Linked DNA regions of Sus scrofa: regions 2 and 3 are each linked to region 1. A link is a contact called in public Hi-C data. All regions are on one chromosome and are shown on one strand. Each heading gives the region's core, a stretch centred on a gene start, on an enhancer-like site or on the middle of the called end of the contact. The rest is flanking DNA. Distances are from core to core; before and after follow the strand shown. Region 1 holds the start of CPED1 (cadherin-like and PC-esterase domain-containing protein 1). Region 2 holds the start of TSPAN12 (tetraspanin 12). Region 3 overlaps CPED1 (cadherin-like and PC-esterase domain-containing protein 1).

Region 1 (4,607 bases), core at 836-3,335:
GAGAGAAGTAGACTGATATCTATCCTGGCAGAAAAATGTCAAGGTTAAGCTTCTGGCCGCCTTACCTTTCTGATTTCCTGCGCGTTATCGGAGAGAAAGACGCACTGCTTGTCCACGGGGAATCCCTTCTGGCATCTGCTTGCCTGGGTTTCGGTGGGTGTGTTTGGAGCAGCCGCAGGGACAGTGGCTGTGAGCTTCCTGGATCCCCGGAGCGTCAGGGTCTGGTAGAAGAGACAGACTGCCACCACCAAGCCCACCAAGAAGGGCCGCGGGCAAAATCGCCGGCGACAAAGGAACACTGGACGACAGACCATGACCAGTTCAGCTTCACTTGGCCCCTGTCCACGTTGCCGGAAAAGTCATAGCTATTTTTTGTCAGCATGAAAAATAAAAATCTGTCTTCTTTTTTCCACAACTTAAAGCACATCAAGATAGCTCCATCCCCCACTTAAGAACTTTCCGAAGCGTCATGCCAAAGAATCATAGGTCCCAAAAGTCTGAGGCGGTAAATAAGAGCCCTTCCATGGATGACAGTAAAAAGTGGCTGGCTTGGGTTTAAAAAAAGACATCAAAATAATAATAGTTGCAACGAATAACCTGAGCTTACCCCTGGCTGCCAAACTGTTGCTTCCGGTAATGCCTTATTTTTTCACATCCTTCAGCTCAACAGTAAAAGCTTCACAGGAAAAGAGAAACAACAGCAAAGTAAGTCTGGAGCCTAAAAACAGCATTGGAGATGGCAAGAGGTTTAACCCAAAGTGCCTGTTGCACAGCTGGACGCAGACCAGCTCGCCTTAACAGTTCCTCATTTTTCCTCCGGTTTTAAAGCCGTCCTGCTTTCAGCCTTTCATGTTTCTTAACTGCTTCCCCTCACTCCGTTTTAAATTGCCACTCTCCTGTAAGCCTTCTTTTAACATAAAAAGGGAACACACAGTCTGAATGGACATAGTTACCATCCGTAGAGGTTTGCTTGTATTTGTTTCGTTCCAAGTTCAAAGTTCTATGTACTTACTCAGTTTTCATCCTTTTAGCCAGAAAAAAGTTTCCATGATCCCCTAACAGCTTGCTGAGCAAAACTGCTCGGAAGGAACACCCAGCCGTAGGACTCCAATGCATCTCCCACCCAGGGACACACGCACACAGACACACAGACCCGCGCGGCGCGCGCCGACCGCACGCAGCGGGGAGCAGGGCAGCAGGCGGTGCAGCCAGGGGCCGGCGAGGGGGCGGGGCTAGGGCCCGGGCTCCTGGTCCTCGGGGGCAGCCGGAGCGCGCTGTCAGCTCCGGATCCCAAGCGGTGGGCTTCCCCAGACTGGAAAAAAACCTTTTCTCATTTGCCCTGAAATGCGGCCACCCACTCAGGGCTGCAGAATTTTAAATACGTATTTGATGTTTGACCCCTTCTGTAATTTCTTTTTCCCAAGACAGCACTGGAAAAACAAATAGCACTTCATCCACTGATGACAAAGGTCGACAAGGGAGACTGAAGCCAGACTCTGTGCGTAAATTGGGAGGATCACCACTCTAGGGAATTGAAGTCCCTTTTATGGGGATAAGAAAGTCCTGCGTACTGCTGTCTGGACCTCAGAACGTGAAAGTCTGTTAATTTGCATTGATACTACCGGAAGTCTTTTTTTTTTTTTTTTTTTTTTTGGTCGGCACCTAATTCGTATCACTTATTGCTCCTTTCCTGGAGTAAGGCTGAGTTTTTCAAAGGCTAATTGCCTGACACTTCGCTCCTCTAATGAATGGATTGGAGCAGACGCTGGGTCACTTTTGCTCACCAGAAAGGCGTTGTCCAGAAGTCAACTTAATCTAATGCTATACAATCTGCCACAAGGAACTCCTAGGAGGGCAAGTCTGCAAACTCCATCCACTCTTGCTGAGTCAGGTGAGGGAACGCAAAGGAGAAAGGCAAACTGTACAAGGCATGTTGCTCACCTCTTCCAGCCTTGGCTTTGCAGTCTGGAGAACCAGGACTGGCTTATGCTCATAGCAGACATTCTTTCAAGGCTCTTCTAAATAGGTTTTATGACCTGTTTCTGACCCAAACTCGTTCTTGTGAGCTGAGGTTCTCTTGTGAGGCCACACCCCTAAAGTGATCCCATCCTTTAGGCACGCTCCTCTGGGTCACTTGTATTTTGTGAGACGGAGCGCCCCCTAGGGGTGTCTCGCTATTACAGAGACAAGGGCATCTACACTTCCTTGCTTGGAAAAAACTGAGACCTTAACAGATTAAATAAAGCTTTAGAGAATAGGTATCCACACTAAAGTTAGATTTATGCCAAACCCTTTCGTACATCCCCTCCAGTGTATTTAATATTATTTTCTTTATAGATTCAGAGCCCTCAACCCCATGACAAATGAAGGAATGGAGAAAAATTAAATGACATTTGACCTTCAGAAGTCAAGAGAATTTTAAGAGGAAATGGCTAAACAATAGTGTTGGAAGACATAGTTTTGGTAGATGCAACGTAATTTGAGAGAGGATAGGAATTATGAGATCTCTAAATTAGAACTGTCCTTGTGTTGCTATGAGCCAAGGTGAGACAAAGTTCTTTACTAGGTGGAGAGGAATGGACATTGCATTTCTATTAAGGCAAAAAGTCTGAGAACTGAGAGTCCAGGGAATCTGAAGAGTCATTTTTATGCATTATCCATTTGCTGAGTACAGGATATGAGAGAAAGCATGAATCAAATGCTAAAATCATACTGTCTTTGAGCTAGGAGAAGCAAAAGACAACAGCATAGGTAATTTTATAGCTAGACTTCAAATAGCCGGTATCAGAAAGAAGATGACAAATTAGTATTCTAGAAACAAAAAGGTTGGAAAACCCAATTCCCTGTTTTAACCACTGAGTCTGAGGCAGGGAGAGAAGTGGTAAATAAAGGAATATCTGCAGAAGTGAGAAAATGGATAGGGTGGGACAGTGGAAAGGAGAGGTGGGAAATAAGATACAAATAAGACTAAGGGTGTCAATAGATAACGTCTGGCATTAGAGCTAACCCAGTCTGAGTAGACCCATAGCACTGCCACCTGTCACCTGGCTTTTAAACAAGTGATTTGTGAAATGAGCCTATTAATGCCTGCCTTTAGGCGTTGGTGGTGTGACTGAATCAGATTTTGGATGAGAGGAGCATTCCGTGCACATCTGTGGGAAGAAATACACGCTGAACACATGCCTGTTGTGGTTTTGATCCTGAGGCTGTGCACTCAGCCTGGTTTGGGGTCAGATGCATGAAGAGGGGCCTCTTGGAGAAGCCTCCAAAGCAAACCTGAGCATTTAGTATTTAGTTCTCGTCCCTTGATTCTGTAAGGCGGGGTTGGGTGGCCGAAGCTTGTTTGGGAGAATGAGAACGAGAGTGGGATGGAAGTGAGTAGAAGTGGGAGATGACAGTGGGAGGTATTCATGCCCCTGTGGTGTCGGAAGTTGACGTAGGAGCCTGGGTTAATCTGGAGATGTCAGAACAGGCACCGATGAAGGCAAAGAGTGAGTTGGCTCAGCGAGAGGAGTGGGAGGGTAACACACGCAGAACTGTATCAACCCGGGGATTCTAGCAGTGTTTCAGACTGAATGTTTTAGTGCATATAATTTCATAAAGTACCCCTTCCCCTAAATCATCTCAGGATTCAAGGGCCTGTGTAAGGGACACAGGCCCTTGGTGTGTGAAGCCACATCAGCCAGGGACAACGGAGTGGCAGGCATTTTAGAGTTCTATAAATTCAACATGGTGCAAAACAGAACAATCTTCCTCCTCAGACCTCTCCAACACAAAATATATTCTCTGTCGCACATGTTTGTTTCAGTTTTGATACAAAGTGGGGGAGAAGGGGGAGGTTTATTTAATAGCTGTTCATTTGTGTTGTGTTGGTTTTTATGGCCATAACTGCGGCATATGGAAGTTCCCAGGCTAGGGATAAAATCTGAGCTGCAGCTACAGCTACAGCAGTGCCACAGCCACAGCAATGCCAGATCGGAGCCGCATCTGCGACCTACGCCGAAGCTCTCGCAGCAATGCCTGATCCACAACCCACTGAGAGAGGCCAGGGATTGAACCTGCATCCTCATGGAAACAACATCAGGTCCTTAACCCACTGAGCTACAATGGGAACTCCAAAAAAAGGTACTTTTAAAGTTATTTCATTTTTTAAAACTAGAGAAATAAAACCATCTGTAACAGAGGAGATTCCAGTATCGGATCAGAAATTTGGGGAAAGTGATTTATCTCTTTGAGTGTCAGCTTCCTCGTAAAACAGAGGCTTCAGTGATCACTAGATAATCTCGAAGGTCACATGTGGCTCCAAAGTTATGCTTGTAGGGATACATTTTTGACATGGATTTCCTCTCTGTTGCAACCTGATAAGAAGAGGAAATCTGATTCTGGGCCCTCTTGATTTCCTGCAGGGGAAAGCCTTTGTCTTTCAGGAAGGCTCCTGACACATGACGGTGTAAAATCCAGCTATAGATTCTAGTGGCGATGTCGTGAATTAAGTTGCAGGGGTGCTGTCAGCCACACCTGGGCACTCACCCACCTCCCAGAAACTTTTTTCTAGGTGGTCTGACCTCTTTCCAGCTTCTATCACTGTTCATTTAACATTGACTATG
Region 2 (4,607 bases), core at 1,183-3,682, 110 kb after region 1:
AGATGGGAGAAGGATCGCTCAGGCTGTGGACTCCAAAAGGCAGAACTAGAACTCGAATTGAGTGGTACAAGTCAACGCAAGGTGTGGTCAGGTGTAAGCAGTCAGAACTACCCAGGTCCACAAGGCCTCAAGTGTGTCGAGGTCTCCTCTGCTGAAATACTGATTCCCACACTCTGATAACTATTCTTCAGGAATATGAGAGCCGAGATGCAGCTGTTTTTTTCTTCACTTATAAAATAGGAATAATCCCAGGTTATTAACTCACAGGTGAGGAATTTGATCCAGGTAAACCAGAAGATACCCCTTTGCTAGTTTTCAGGCCTCTGTAAAGGGTTAGTTGACGTCATTTTCAAACTTTGCTGCGGATGAGAATTACCTTGCAAATTTTGGAAAATCTGGATGCCCAAGCCACATCTGCAAAGATGCTACTTTATTGGTATAAGGTATGGTTGGATCATTAGGATCTGTCCAAAACTCCCCAAGTGGTTCTAATGTACAGCAATTTTGAGAATCACCAAACTAGTTAGAGAGTATGACTCTGTATTTTAGTTTGGAATCTGATTTAACTAGAGATGTAACCTTGAGCAACTCTTTTAATTTCGATTGTTTCCGCATTCTTTATTTACTAAAAAGGGAGTGGAGGGGCAAATGTACTTCTGAAGCATCTTCCTCTAAAATTTTATGATTCTAGAGCCATGGTACATTTATGAATTGAAAGGTACTTCACCACTTTCTAGAAATAAAGAGGATCTCTGCTCAGAATCCTGAGTATCAGAGTTTCCTTCGTGGTGCAGCGGAAACGAATCTGACTAGGAACCATGAGGTTGCGGGTTCCATCCCTGGCCTCGCTCAGTGGGTTAAAGATCTGGCGTTGCCCTGAGCTGTGGTGTGGGTCACAGATGCAGCTCAGGTCTGGCGTTGCTGCGGCTGTGGTATAGGCCGGCGGGTACAGCTCCGATTCAACCCCCAGCCTGGGAACCTCCATATGCCACAGGTGCAGCCCTAAAAAGACAAAAGAAAAAAAAAAAAAAAGAAAGAAAGAAAGAAAAAGAAAAAAGAAAAAAAGAATCCTGGGAATGATTTGTACTTGGCCAGTTTCAAGAGCAGCCATAGACTCCCCTCAACGTGAGGATGTTTCTGTCACTCAGAAGACACCAACAGCATTCGGAGGGCAGGTGGTTTCAGCAGCTCTTTGCTTATATCTGGCATACATTTTATTTGAGCAGTAACTGAGGATAAAGGTGGGTTTCTTTGCTCTTTTCTAGACTCCAGAAGATACTTTGTTGCCAGAGTTAGGTCATCTGATGGATGCCTGGACATTGTTCTTGGATGGTTGTCTTGGTGCTCTTGGGAGCTTGCTGCCTTACACACAGCTTAGTAACTTGCTCACCAGACTTTTCCTCCCTTAAGCCAGGACACTCATGTTCTCTTTTGGTCTTAATATCACTTCTATCGAAATGGAAATGTGTGTCTCTTAGTCACCCTGGTCATGCAGCAACTGATGCTAGACACAACTTCATTTTACTTTTTTCCCCTGTAAGGAAAATTAAGGAGGACTCCTGTTACTAGCTTTTCTCAAAGACGTTGATTATACTGTAGGTACTTCATATTTGTTAGTGAAGCTGTATTTTCCACATAATGCACACAGAAGTAAGAATAGAATGTGGACTATCATGAGGCATACAACATCAAAATTTGATCATATTTTAAGTGTGAAACTTTTTTTTTTTGTCTTTTTAGGATGGCACCCTCGGCATATGGCAGTTCCCAGGCTAGGGGTCACCTACACCACAGCTCACAGCAATGCCAGATCCTTAACTCACTGAGCGAGGTCAGGGATTGAACCTGTGTCCTCATGGTTACTAGTCACATTCATTTCCAATGAGCCACAATGTGAACTCCCTTAAATGTGAAACTTCTTACTTTCAAAAGGGAAGTTCCTTTTGGAAGGATAGTCTCCTACTATGAATACTTCCTGAATTTCTAGTTAAAAAAAAAATTCAAACCCCATTACTATATGCACATTTTAAGATAAATCACCCAGTTAAAATCCCCACAATCTTTGGAGAAAATTTTGGAAACTTTGGATCACTTGTGAAAGAGTTAATCGTGTTCTTCCTAATCTGAGTGTCAGATCCCGACACGTCTACTCTGGGGTGTAAGTAAATACTGTAAGTGCACCATGGAAGCGGGAAAGAACTGTTTTTTTTAAAATCAGGGAGGGCCACAAAGCAATAAGAAGGATCATAGGGCACCACGTTAGTGACAAATCACAGGAGGTGGCTCTAGAAAGGTTGTGAAAACTGGTTTCTCATTGCAGGAATTGGGTTGGGCCACTCCTTCACCCCCCTTCGCAAACACAAATATTTTCATATAATAAAAGCCTGTTTCCCTACGGTTATAACCCAGCCTCCCCTCCGCTGACACCACCATTTTAAAGGGGTTTGCTGCGTGGACTCTTCCAAAGTCCCCAGGCTTTATCTCTGTCTGGTCGCTGTGGAGGTGAGGCGTCCCTTCGGGGGCTCCCGCCGCGTGAAGGGACGAGAAACACCCACTCGGATCCAGCCCCGGCAGCCAGCGGCCCGAGCATGCGCTGAGAGTATGTGCAGCTGGCCTTGGCTGCCGCCGCTGCCTCGTCCGGACTTGGCGAGGACTTGGGAGGGACAGCGGCGCTGGGAGGTGGCTTAGCAGAGACTTTCCAGCAACTGCTGCCCAGGACTTTTTTTTTCTTTTTTTTTTTTCTTTTTTCCCAGGAGGCGGCGACGGCGGCGGTGGGGGGAGAGGAAGAGAAGGAAGCGTCTCCAGTTTGAGCCAATGCAGCCCTGCGGCTCTCCGGGAGGAGCGTCCCTGCCCCGATGAGCCCCCGCCGTGCGTCCCCGACTGTCCCCCGGCGGGATCGGGGCGCGGAGCCCAGCGCCGACGGTGAGTAGCCGCGCGTCTCTCGTCTTTCCTGCCCGCTGTCCCGCCAGCCCGCCGTGGCTGCCCCCGGCGCTGTGTGCTAAACTACTTAGAGGCTGTGGCTGTGGGGCTCCGCGCCGCCAGCGCTTCCCTCCGCGCCCTGCCGGGGGCGCGCGTCCGGGTGGCGGGGCCGCTGACCGCGCTCGGCTTTGTGCTCCTCCGGCGGCTGGGAGCGCGGGGTCGCGGCCCGGGCCGGGGCCGGGGGAGGGGGACGTGAATGACTAACCCGGCGTCTGCACAGCTGCACCGGCCCTAATTCCCCTGCGCCCCTCCCCGCCCCCCCCGCCCCCGGCTAATCCATCATTCCGGGGCCGAAACATCATTTCTCACGTTCTCCCTGAGAAACCCTAGTCGTCGGGCGGAATCCCAGCTCAGCGCTGCGCCCGCTCCAGTGCCCCGCGTTCAAACTCTAGCTGTGGGATAGGGAAGGGGGGGGTACGAAGTTGGGGGGCCAGGGAACTGTCCTCATGAGAGGGACACTCTCACCCTTGGTGTCGCCGGCGGCTTCTGTGACACCTCTGGGGGGTAGTGTGGTTTCAGAACTTCGGGACAGTTCTGAGCAGAGCTGTCCCCGAGGAGGGGCGTGGACTGAGGGAGGTTTTAAAGAGCGTCTCATCAGAATTCAGAGGACACCGCCGCGCGTCCCCTGAGAACCGGAGTGTACTGCGCGCCTTCATTCATCCAGGGAGACAGCCTTTTCTTTTCCCAGCAGGTGTTATCTGAAGCCGGTTTGGAACTTTGGAGAGTTTAGGTTACTATGATAACTTTAACAAATGATTTTCGATGAAGGGATATCTCGGATGAACTAGGCTTCAGACCAGACCCTGGCTGGCGGAGGAAGGATGGGCTGGGGGTGGGGAGCGCGGTGCTAAGTCCCCGGTTCTCTCCCGCCCTCTGCAGATCGTAGCTGTTTGGCCCGCGGGGGTAGGATGTGGTGAAAGGATGGGGCTTCTCCCTCCCTGGGCTCACAATGGCCAGAGAAGATTCGGTGAAATGCTTGAGGTGCCTGCTCTACGCACTCAATCTGCTCTTTTGGGTAAGTCAGAGAGTCCAGTGCACCAACAGGTGGAGACGGCTGGACTCGGTTTCCTACAGCCACCACATAATGCGCCAAAGGGCATGGCTAAGCATTAATTAATTACATGGGCTCACACCCTCTATTTTTCAGAGAAGTAAATTTTGACCTTTAAATGCCTTTGATCTAGCTCAAGTTCCATTCGTAATTAGAAAAAAGAAATCCACCCCTGGATACTAGTGGCAGTAAAATTAGACTTGAAGTTAATCTAGGGATATAAATAAATGCACGTGCTTGTGCTTGTAGATAAGAAAAATTTGACATACTACTTAGGGAACTACTTGTTTTCAGGAATTTCAGATAACTGTGCAAGCCATAAATTGTTTCCTGACGTCATCCTATAAAATTTGGTTGGGGCAAGGAGCCTTACTATTTTTTTGGAGGAATTCATAACCAGATATCCTATCAAAAGACTAAGTAGATTTTTCTGGGATATTCTATACAGTCTGAAAAGGTGGTTTTATGTAACTATTTCTAAGTTGGCGAAGTTTTAAGGAATTTTGTGTATGCTTTTGGAAAATCCCATAACCATTTAAGGAAATAAAATACATAAAATTTAACAAGCTCATGGAAA
Region 3 (4,607 bases), core at 1,342-3,841, 68 kb before region 1:
ATGTTTTATACACACACACACACACACACATACATACACATATTGGGATTACTCTTCTCTCTCTCATTTATTTAGTTTTTTGGCCATGATCGAGCCATGTGGAAGTTCCCAGGCCAGGGACTGAACCTGCACCACAGCAGTGACTGGAGCCATTTCAGTGACAACACAGGATCCTTAACCTGCTGTGCCACAAAGGAACTCCTCTTCTATTTTTTTTAATTACTTATTTATTTATTTATTTTTTGGTCTTTTGTCCTTTTTAGGGCCACACCCGCTGGCATATGGAGGTTCCCAGGCTAGGGTTCTAATTGGAGCTGTAGACCGCGGCCTACACCAGAGCCACAGCAATGCCAAATCCGAGCCACATCTGCGACCTACACCACAGCTCATGGCAACACCGGATCCTTAACCCACGGAGTGAGGCCAGGAATCGAACCTGCAACCTCATGGTTCCTAGTTGGATTCATTTCCCCTGCGCCACGACAGGGACGCCTCCTCTTTTATTTTTAACTCAAGAATATTGTTTGAATATTTTCCTGTGCCAATAAACGTAGATCTGGAGTTCCCCTTGTGGTGCACAGGGTTAAGAATTTGACTGCAGTGGCTCTGGTAGCTGCAGAGGCACAGGTTCCATTCCTGGACCAGCACAGTGGGCTAAACAATATGATGTTGTTGCAACTGAGGTGTAGGTTGCAGCTGTGGCTTGGATTCAATCCCTGGCTTGGAATATCCATATGCCAAGGATGCAGCCATAAAAAATAATACTAATTTGGGAGTCCCCGTCATGGCTCAGCAGAAACGAATCTGACTAGCATCCATCCATGAGGTTCGATCCCTGGCCTTGTTGAGCGGGTTAAGGATCCAGTGTTGCCGCAGTCGAGCTGCGGTGTAGGTTGCAGTTGAGGCTGGGATCTGGCGTTGCTGTGGCTGTGGTGTAGGCCAGCAGCTATAGCTCCGATTTGACCCCTAGCTTGGGAACCTACATATGCCAGGTGTGGCCCTAAAAAGACAAATAATAATAATAATAAAAATTAAAAATAAAAATAAATGTAGATCCCCATCATCTTTAATGTCGTCATAGTTTTCCACTGATAAATACGCCATGATTTGTTCACATTTGAATTGCACAGTTCTCCAGTTTGTAAAAATTGTTCATGAACAGGGAAGATGTGGAAAATTATATAATTTCGCTAAATTTACGTTTTTTCCTTCTTTCGGCTTGTCTGTATTTTCTATTCTTTTCGTAATGAATGCATCGCACTTGCATAATAAAGACACAATAAAAGGGAGAGGTAAAAGGAATTTAAAAATGAATGTTTGATCATTTTTAAAATTTGACTTCTACTTTCCTTCTCATGGGTGGTCAAAAACCTTAAGAGGATACAGGAAAGAAAGGGGAGAACATTTCTATGACCTTCAATGCTTGATAAATAGAATCCACCCCCACTGACTGCTGTTCATGCTCTCTAGTCTAAAATTCCTTATCCGGATTCCCAGGCTAAACTCTCAGGGGCTTCCTAGGGGTTGAATGGGTGTTGGGCAATGGCCTCTGGGAGTCACCAAGAGGAAGAAAGGGCAAAGTGGAAGAGGAAGTTCAATTTCATATGTTAAATAGCCTTTGAGATTTTTTAAGTTAAGGTTTTAAGGATTTTTCTAAGGGCTTAAAAAAGAAAAATAATCCACTTCACATCCACTGCAATCGAGATCAATGCTCTCTTTCTGATTTAGGTTTCCTGGCTACATCTCAGACACCCTCACTTTCTTTCACAGAATCCGCGGAGGAAAAAAACGCCAAAGCACAATAGTCAGCAAGAAGTACTGAATTTATTTCCTCTGTCCTGAATGCAGAACCATTAAGATGAAGAAAACTGCCCAGAAAGCTAATCTATAAGAAGTCCTAAAATATTTCCAGATAAGTAAAGAGAGACACCTCTCACCATTGTCTCCCTATTCCGTCCTTCTGGCAATCAGTCCTTGGCCTCTCCTCGAAAGAAATGGTGAAAAATACTTAAAGATGTGGGAGTTGAAACGGTACAAAAATACAAGCTGCCAATGAGAACTACCTGCCCATCTGCAGCCTGCATGAATGAGGATAACCAGCAGTGTGAGACAGTGTTACGGTGTTCTTTTTAGACAGCAATAAGGGGATTGGCCTCTTGGCTCCAATAGTAGTCACCTGGAAATAGGCATTACACATGTCATTCATTGATATCTTACTGCCTTGTGTGTATAATACGATAACAGTTCTCCAGCTCTGTCGTATATGCAAATGACTTATTACTCAAAATGAGTAATTATGTCTTGGAGCGTATCTTCCACTTCTGCCCCATTCTCTGCCGCATAGTACCAACTCAATATTGAGCCTGTAGTGGTGAAATGGATAAATCCATCCAAGCATTGACAAACCCTCTGATGATCAGGGAGGCTCCCCTTTCACAATGCTAAGCCCCTCCATTAGCATTCTCTCCAGTCCTTCATTTAAAAATATTAGACGAGAGAAAGAGGAAAAATAGAAGTAAAAAATAAGGGCCTGCCCTCAGCAAGTCTCAGTCCTTGTTGTGGTGAGACCAACACATACACATACGACTAAAATACACTGTGCCTTGGCTACAACAGATGCTCTACAAGTGCAATAGATACAAAGTGGAAAGAGAGTGTGAATATATGTCAGCACATCAGGTAGGCTTCACTTGGAAGACACTCCTGCGTTAACAACAGATTAGATTTTCAACATGAAATACATACACAAAAAGGTTTCTAGTAATTATCTCTGGGTTGGTAAATTCAGACTATTTATTTTCTTCTTCATACTTTCCTCACTTGGAAAACAATATGCTTGACTTAGAGGCATGTGTGCTTTTCTCACCACTTGACTTTTCTGAGACCTACAGGTGAATGTCAGGTTTAAACGTATTGCTTGTTTACTCCAATCGACGGCTGGCTAAAACGGTAGGAGGTATTTTCTTAGGAACCACATCCAAACCATCAGCATGTTCAGCTGGCTTTTTGCTTTTTTTTTTTTTTTTTGGAAATACATTCTGTTCATGAAGAAAAGGATCTCTCTACCTATGAGTTGAACAAAGCATTAGGAACTACAATTTACTTCCATCAGCCTTAGAATGCATGGAAATCCCACCCAGATTTTTCTCTATTGTAAGTGCTAGGAGTAATTCTTAATTTTTTTGTGTGTTTTCATAAGTATATTAGAGGGACGTTAGAAGGGGCTGCTTCCGGGGGCCACCAGCCAGTTGTGTTGGTGGTGGTGGTTGAGCTGACAATTGCAGGAGTAGTATGATTTTTTCCATTTTAGCAAGTGAGGAAGACATCCTCGGAAAAGAGAACTGAGAACTTGGGGGATTTTCTCCAATGTTTGTTGTGTAGGAGCAGAGAAGTCAGATTGTAGGACTCTTCCTAATTGGTGCTTGAGGGCTGGTGTGGAAAAAAATACAGATGCTTGTGGGGAAATACTGTGAGTGGCAGACTAAGCGGTCCATGCTTGGTAGAAAAGAAATTTGTGATCAAAAATGCCTGAGAGACTTGGAAAAAGGGACAGAAATAAGAGTACCGAAAATGTCATCTCAGGTTCCAGGCTCAGAGGCACAGAAGGCATGAAAAAGCCAGAAAGACTGGGATTATAAAGCAGCAATTGAGTTTAAACTCTCAAAAACAGAGCAGCCATCTGTGATGCAAGTTACGGAGCAAGTAGGAGCCTGAAACTGAAGAGAAATGAAGGTCAAGGACTTGATGAGATCAAAGCGCTCAGAGGGAAGGATGGTGAACCTGTCCTCCACATGGACGCCAAAATCGACAAAAACCCTGGCGGGTCTGTAGTGGAAAGGAAGCAGCTAAGCCAGGTGATGATAATCACATTGAATATATTTTGAGTGACCAGGATGTTGGTAGATGAGAGTAAGGAGTAGCAAAGGGGTGCTGACAATCTCCCCCAACTCCAGAGATTAAGGTTTTAGTAGACCACCCCGCTTTACTGTCCTTAGCGATCAAAAGTTATGAGGAAAATGGAAGCTGGAGTTACCCAGGGTTTTAGAGAAATGCAAAGACGTGCTAAGAGGAAGGACCCCAGAGAAGTACAGGATAAGGAGGTGGGAGAAGAAGGACCAGGCCACCAGATGGGATCTGAATCTTAGTGGTAACTGAATTTTACAGGGATGAGAAGGGTGAAGGAACATTAAGTTTCCAATACGGCCACTTAGCCGAGGGGCCGAGGTATATTTGGGTGATGCCACATGGTTCTGCCTTGTACCTTCCTGTGTCTTCAACTCTTCTCTTCTTGGAGCCCACGTGGCTTATGTTAATGAGTCTATAAATTTGATGCAAGCCAAATACTGAAAATGTGCAGGCTCTTTGGCCTTTCGAGCTTCTGAAATTGCTATGAATGTTTGTTGTCACACTCCAGGCCCTTGGAAACATTTAGGGGAGTGGCTTTTGGTCTGGATAAAATCTATCCCTCGCTCAAGTCAGAGCATCGGAGAGCTGGTTACCTGGGCCTCACTGTTTAGTCCTGAGACAGACTGCTGTGAGCAGGCTCATCAATGAGTTGTATTTCTGTTTCAGATGTAAGGGACGGAGGAAAAGATCACTCTGGCCAC

Evidence for each region. Hi-C and Micro-C count contacts between places; a contact is called where the count stands out from the background.
Region 2: a contact with region 1 is called in a Hi-C map of skeletal muscle, with 3 times the contacts expected there. The contact joins the promoter of TSPAN12 here to the promoter of CPED1 in region 1. A contact is called at or near these places in 5 of 47 Hi-C or Micro-C datasets (embryonic fibroblasts, heart right ventricle, liver and 1 more) and 1 of 2 datasets of contacts at active chromatin or transcription factors (alveolar macrophages).
Region 3: a contact with region 1 is called in a Hi-C map of retroperitoneal adipose tissue, with 2.5 times the contacts expected there. The contact joins the enhancer-like site here to the promoter of CPED1 in region 1. A contact is called at or near these places in 3 of 5 promoter capture datasets (fetal skeletal muscle, liver and skeletal muscle), 21 of 47 Hi-C or Micro-C datasets (adipocytes, alveolar macrophages, brain and 10 more) and 1 of 2 datasets of contacts at active chromatin or transcription factors (skeletal muscle).

Annotation. Positions count from the first base shown.
Region 1 is chr18:25,935,838-25,940,444 of Sscrofa11.1, forward strand. CPED1 (cadherin-like and PC-esterase domain-containing protein 1) reads right to left here and starts at 2,086. Exons shown (of 23, transcript XM_021078989.1): 1 at 1,942-2,086; 2 at 66-221.
Region 2 is chr18:26,044,275-26,048,881 of Sscrofa11.1, forward strand. TSPAN12 (tetraspanin 12) reads left to right here and starts at 2,433. Exons shown (of 9, transcript NM_001244673.1): 1 at 2,433-2,502; 2 at 2,754-2,922; 3 at 3,859-3,994. The coding sequence starts at 3,929.
Region 3 is chr18:25,867,305-25,871,911 of Sscrofa11.1, forward strand. The region is part of intron 5 of CPED1 (cadherin-like and PC-esterase domain-containing protein 1); the gene reads right to left. Among named protein-coding and RNA genes, the nearest start is that of CPED1, 68 kb to the right of the region's middle. Within about 2 kb of position 2,592, at least 4 of the 83 cell types and tissues checked have an H3K27ac peak or open chromatin away from gene starts, as enhancers often do. A contact at or near this core is called in retroperitoneal adipose tissue, where this site is marked.